Regions from separate parts of the Triticum aestivum genome. Here region 2 is linked to region 1. A link is a contact called in public Hi-C data. All regions are on one chromosome and are shown on one strand. Each heading gives the region's core, a stretch centred on a gene start, on an enhancer-like site or on the middle of the called end of the contact. The rest is flanking DNA. Distances are from core to core; before and after follow the strand shown. Region 1 holds the start of LOC123181179 (protein GRAVITROPIC IN THE LIGHT 1). Region 2 holds the start of LOC123167842.

Region 1 (2,700 bases), core at 93-2,592:
GCCATCACCGGCAATGCCCTGCAGTCTGGATTCCCAAACAGTGAGGACTCAATGCCTGGATGGATGAGCTGTTTGTACTTCCGATCACAGAATTGCGAGAATTCGCAGTCTGGGCTTGAACTCATGAGCTCCATGGGGTCTGCATCAGAGTGCTCGATGAATTGCTGCAACGATTCATTCCTGCGAACTGCAAGCTCGATTCCTTCCAGGGCTGCGGCATCGCTTGTGCCACCGAACTGGTACGAGTCAAAGCCGTCGAACATGGATAGGCAGACACGGGAGAGGAGAGCGTAGCGGCAGTGGCCATGCTTGGAGTAGGCAATACCGGGGTAGGCAGCTGCCGCAGCGTCGGCCAGGTCCCATCCAGCGCACCGGAGGAGCTCGGCGAGGGCACGGGTGAAGCGGTGGGCGACGCGGAGAGCGTCGCGCAGGACGGAATCGAAGACGCTCGCGGACAGCATGGCGCCCAAGGCGTCGCCGCCGCCCGCACCCGGCTGTGGCGCGAGGGCACGGTCGAGGCGCCCGGCAAGGCGCGCGTTGCCGTCCGCCAGCGCCGCGAGCTCCCAGCGAAGAGAGGCCGCCGCGGCGTCCTTGGCATCGAGCGCGGCCTGGAGGCGGTTCACCACGGCGTCGAACGACCGCAGCAGCGCCTGGTTCTCCCGCACCTGGTCCTCGAGGTGGGCCGTGAGGGAGCCGTCTTCCGCCGCGTCCGACGCGAGCCGCTTTAGCTCCGACAGCCGCCGGAGGTGCGAGACCGCGAGGGCGTCCGCGGCGGCGGCCGCCTCCGGCAGGAACGGCGAGTGCGCCGCCTGCAGGTGCAGGTACGCCGCCTGGAACGACGACGTCGTCGCGAGTGCCGCGGCCACGGCGGCCTCCTCTCCGGACGCCGACCCGGTCCCCCCATCCCCGCCGACGGGGCTACTAGGGTTCTGCGGGTCGGGCTTCAGTACGAGCACCCGCTGGCCAGCGAGCACCCCGCCCTCCCCCGCCGCGGCATCCTCGTCCTCCTCCTCCTCGGCGAAGAACTCGATGGTCTTGGTCTTGAACGCGAGCGCGAACTTCTGGAGCATGGCTGCGCGATTCGCGGGCGCGCCGACCCCCGGACGTCTCCGCCGCCGGCGAGGGCGGGGGGTTCACCAGTGCGAATTGCGGATTTGCGGGGCGGGGCAGAGGACGCGGAGCGCGGTGAGAAGAGGAGAGGGGGCGGTGATGGGGGCGGTGGAGTGGAATGGAGCGGAGGTGGGGAGGAGGTGGGGGATCTGGGAGAGGAAAAGCGGCAAGCTTGTCTCCGTCGAGAGGAAAGACTTGGAATTTCTTGGCTCGGCTCAAGGAGGGTGGGTGTTTGTTACAGAAGATGCTTCTACGCTCGTGATTTTGTACTACTTGTCTTCAAAAAACCACGAGAAGAATAGTTATAGTTTGCTCCGGTACCTTGATGATTTTCTGTAAAAACTCGTTGACTGCCATGTTCTTGACATTTCCTAGGGCTCTGTAGAAAATAAACTGTTTCATGTGACATTTGTCTTTTAACATGTTTTTTGGGCAGTGCTTAAACATATTTTCTCGAAATAGGGCCCAGAAACATGTTTAAAGTCTTCTAGTTGTGGAATTGCATTCTTGCGGATCATCAATAGCTATTGGAAGTTGTTCTTGGGCCTGAATGGGCCCAATAGGGGGGAATAGCTTATTCAGTCCAACATCTGCTATTGGCGCTAATGACCCATTAGCAAAGGCAGACGTTTCTGCATTATTATTAGGAGGCCCGGTTGAATCGGTGATATTGCTATCAACATCTACCTGTTACAAATTGTCCTCAACCACTTGTACCGCATCTTCTCGAAGCCATCAGATCATTAAGAGCCAAAATTTTCCCATTATGCAATTCCTGATCAATTGGTTGGTTGTTCTGAGGCATATCCTAGTGACCGCATCCATGAAGGTCAACTCCATCTTCCTCATTCACAACTTCCATGTCAACATTCCTATTAGGTGCTAGTGCAAGTTGTAGGTCCAGATGAGGTTCAGGGCTTTGAGCAACTTGTTGATCTTCATGTTCATGATGTTGTAAGGGCCCCAAGAAATGATTATGCTGATTTTGGTGGAAGTAGCTTGATGGAGAATGGGATGAGGGTTCGCATGGGCAGGGATTGGATCTTGATCGGGTGCCTCAACCCCTAACATTTCTTCCTGTTGTATTACTACAAGAACAGTCTAAGATTTAGTCTGAGAATCACCACCTTCCCCAAATACAATACTAGCAAGAATATCCCTGAGTTCCTCTACTTTGACTTTGACCATGACAATGCTCTGGCACTTCTAACTTTGTCCCACATAACAAATTTGCCAAATTTGTTAACTGCATTGTTGATCTCATGAATGCTACGTCTATCAAATGGGAATCCACAGAGAAGGATTAACATGTCTCAAATGTATCTATAATTTTTTATTGTTCCATGCTATTATCATACCACATTTACATACTTTGGCAAAAAAAATTATTTTTATTTGGACTAACCTATTAATCCAATGCCAAAGGCAAGTTCCTGTTTTCTATTACTTTTTCGGTTTTTAGGTCAAAAATTCATGGAGCCGAAAAGCCATGAAATTTTTGTGAAATCTTTATGGAAAATATTAGATTTTGGGTGAAGGAATCATCGTAAGGTAGTGCATGGAGGCGGCACAAGGCCTCGGGGCGTGGCC
Region 2 (2,700 bases), core at 128-2,627, 450 kb after region 1:
CTGTCTTTGTCATGTTCCCTAGACCGGCGAACACATCGTCCTGTGCCTATACTACATGGCAGGTTGCCGGTGGATCGCATTTGCGTTAACCTGCTGTCGACCAAGACCGACCTGACCGCGTGCGTGGTTTCTTTAGGGAGATTCTCCATTCGCTTTAGATTTGGACCAGATCAAAGACTTGGGACCTAAGGTAAGTAGCTTAGTCATGCAGGCTACAAAAGGCAGGGTAACAAAAATAACACTTAGCTATCTATTTATCTTTTTTCTTCATATTTATTGTATCTGTTTAGGAGCATGCGTTGAGTTAGACTCTTGCATGAGTTATTTTTTCACATCTTTCTTCTTCACATAAGTAAACTTGTCATGTAGAGCTATAAACCTACTATTGTAGTACTTGGTCTTAGCAATACAGAAGCATTAGCGGGGTGAAACAGCTTTGTGCGAGTAAAGGTGTCTCGTAGGACCATAACACGTGTGCTCTTTCGGTTTCACAATCGTGCTAGATGCGGATCGAGATCCTTGGTACGGACCCTTTCCCTTGATTCGAGACAGTGCATGCTTTGTCGGTCGGCGATCCATGCTCAAGTGATGGGTCCAACTTTATTCCGTGCGCTGGGGTTAAAGTGGAACCTGTAGAGAGAAAAACTGAATTAAATCCCGCGAGTCGGGTTTGGCTCGATGACTCTAGAAATCCAAGCACAACCACGCGCAACAGGAGATGAGAGCGCACACTCGCTCGTGTATGTACGCGCTCTCTAGCTAGCTAGAAAAGATGGAGGTGAATGAAGCCGAGCAAAGCGGTGTAAATGTTTGCACGTACGTAGACACTGTAGGTAGTAGGGCAGGCGCCCCGCGCCCCGGCACCAAACGCGTATTCTGACTGGGAATCGTGGTAGTAGTAGGAGTACTAGTCGTGTAGCCTAGCTACTAGCTAGCCGGTTGGCATCCAGCTGGGCGTGGCCGTGAGACAGGCAAGCCGTCCTCTCCTCGCTCCACCAAACAAGGAGATACCGCCGCGCGCTTTCGGCAAGGGTCAATGTTAGTGCCGGTTGCTGACTGCCGGCCCAACTGGAAACAGCGGCACTGCACGGCCCCAAATGTATTTGCACGCTCAAACGCATGGGTTTCAGAGGGAGGCAAGGAATAGCAAAATGCACGAAAAGTAGTATAGTAGCTAGGTAGAAAGCGAGTGGGAAAAAAGAAGGAAGCTTGTATGAAACTGGAGCTGAGGATACCATAACGAATGGAACAATGTCGTACGCAGCCTGCCTAAGCTAGTACAGAGCCAACTACTCGAAGTTAAGGCCAGACACGTCGTCCTTCCACAGCACAGCACCGCCCGTCCCTCCCCGGAGACAATCTCCCCCGATCCCAACCTCCTCCTCCTCCCCCTCCTCTCTCCAATCTCATGTGCGCCAACCAGGGTCAGCATCCAGCTCACTCCCAGCCTCCAGCTCGGCTCACGGCCTATATATTCACTCACCCGCACCTACTCCTCCACTAACCCTCTTCTGCTCTGCTCTGCTCCTCACATCTCCAGCTCACACAACTCCGGAGAGCCCACACAGCACAGAGTCAGTGAGAGTTGCTAGTCGCTGCAATGGCGAGGTGCGCCTTCTTGTCCCGGCCGAGGCTGGTGCTGCTTCTGGTGCTTCTCGGTGATGTGGTTGCGACGTCGATGGCCAGGCCGCTGCTGGGCGCTACCGCGGACGCGCCGACGCCCTTGCCGGCGGAGGGGCCGGACGGCGTGGCGCGGCCTGCCGGCGGGAGGCACGACCGGTCCATCGCCGGCGCCGAGGTGATCCTCGCCGGGTTCGCCGCGGCCGTCATGGCCGTCATCTTCCTATACATCCGGGTCACCAGGAAGAGCAACGACAGGGCAGCAGCCGGAATGGCGGGCAAGGCTTAGTAGAAGAGCTCAGACGGTACTGTCTCTTTCTGTTTTGGGTTCTTGGGGTTCAGAGAGACTTGTAAAGAAGATGAGATGAGATGATCGGTAGAGTTTAGTTTACTGGTTTAGAGTGAACGCTCCATGCGTGTGTGTGCGTGTCACCGTGGTAACTAAACTGGAAATCTGTAGTTTGTCATGTACATGTATGCGTGGAGAGCTTGGGATTTGAGAATGAGATTTAGGAAAAACAGCGAAACATCGGCTGAGCTAGCACGGTTCTTGAAATCTTTAATCGTGTATCCGTGCTCTGTTTTGATCTTGTGTCAGAATCTTAAGCCTGCAAGAAGAACAGCCAATGCTTGTCCTTACAGTAATTCTTCCAATGTTTGTCTGACAGTTGAGCAAAAGTGAAACATCGTCTGCTACACACACGACAGATTCTGGACGAGACGATGCAGCACATCAAACCGTCCATGCGTTGAGCAAAATACTCCATCGTGCGGAGTTCGGCCGGCTACTGTCGTCCACAGAGCAGTTTCGGTTAATCTTTGAATCTAACAGCTCCTCGCCATTACTTTATGTTTGTTTAGAGCAACTATATACATCAGCTCGATCACCGTAATAACCTCGTCAGGTTTTAGTCCAAAATGACACCCTAGCAGAGTGGTCATTCCAACCTCGATCCCGTAATTTTGGGAGCGCCTTCAAATCGAGCACGCGGGCCTCCATATTTGGAGGTTGGGTGAGGCATGTGGTGTACTTTCCCGTCGAGCGTGTTCTAGTGAAGTTTTTGCATGACCGAACAGCCG

Evidence for each region. Hi-C and Micro-C count contacts between places; a contact is called where the count stands out from the background.
Region 2: a contact with region 1 is called in a Hi-C map of leaf, with 4 times the contacts expected there. The contact joins the promoter of LOC123167842 here to the promoter of LOC123181179 in region 1. A contact is called at or near these places in 2 of 5 Hi-C or Micro-C datasets (both in leaf).

The regions. Positions count from the first base shown.
Region 1 is chr1D:235,960,956-235,963,655 of IWGSC CS RefSeq v2.1, forward strand. It overlaps LOC123181179 (protein GRAVITROPIC IN THE LIGHT 1), which reads right to left and starts at 1,343. Exons shown (of 1, transcript XM_044593429.1): 1 at 1-1,343. The coding sequence starts at 1,070.
Region 2 is chr1D:236,413,450-236,416,149 of IWGSC CS RefSeq v2.1, forward strand. It overlaps LOC123167842, which reads left to right and starts at 1,378. Exons shown (of 1, transcript XM_044585704.1): 1 at 1,378-2,700. The coding sequence starts at 1,601. The coding sequence ends at 1,909.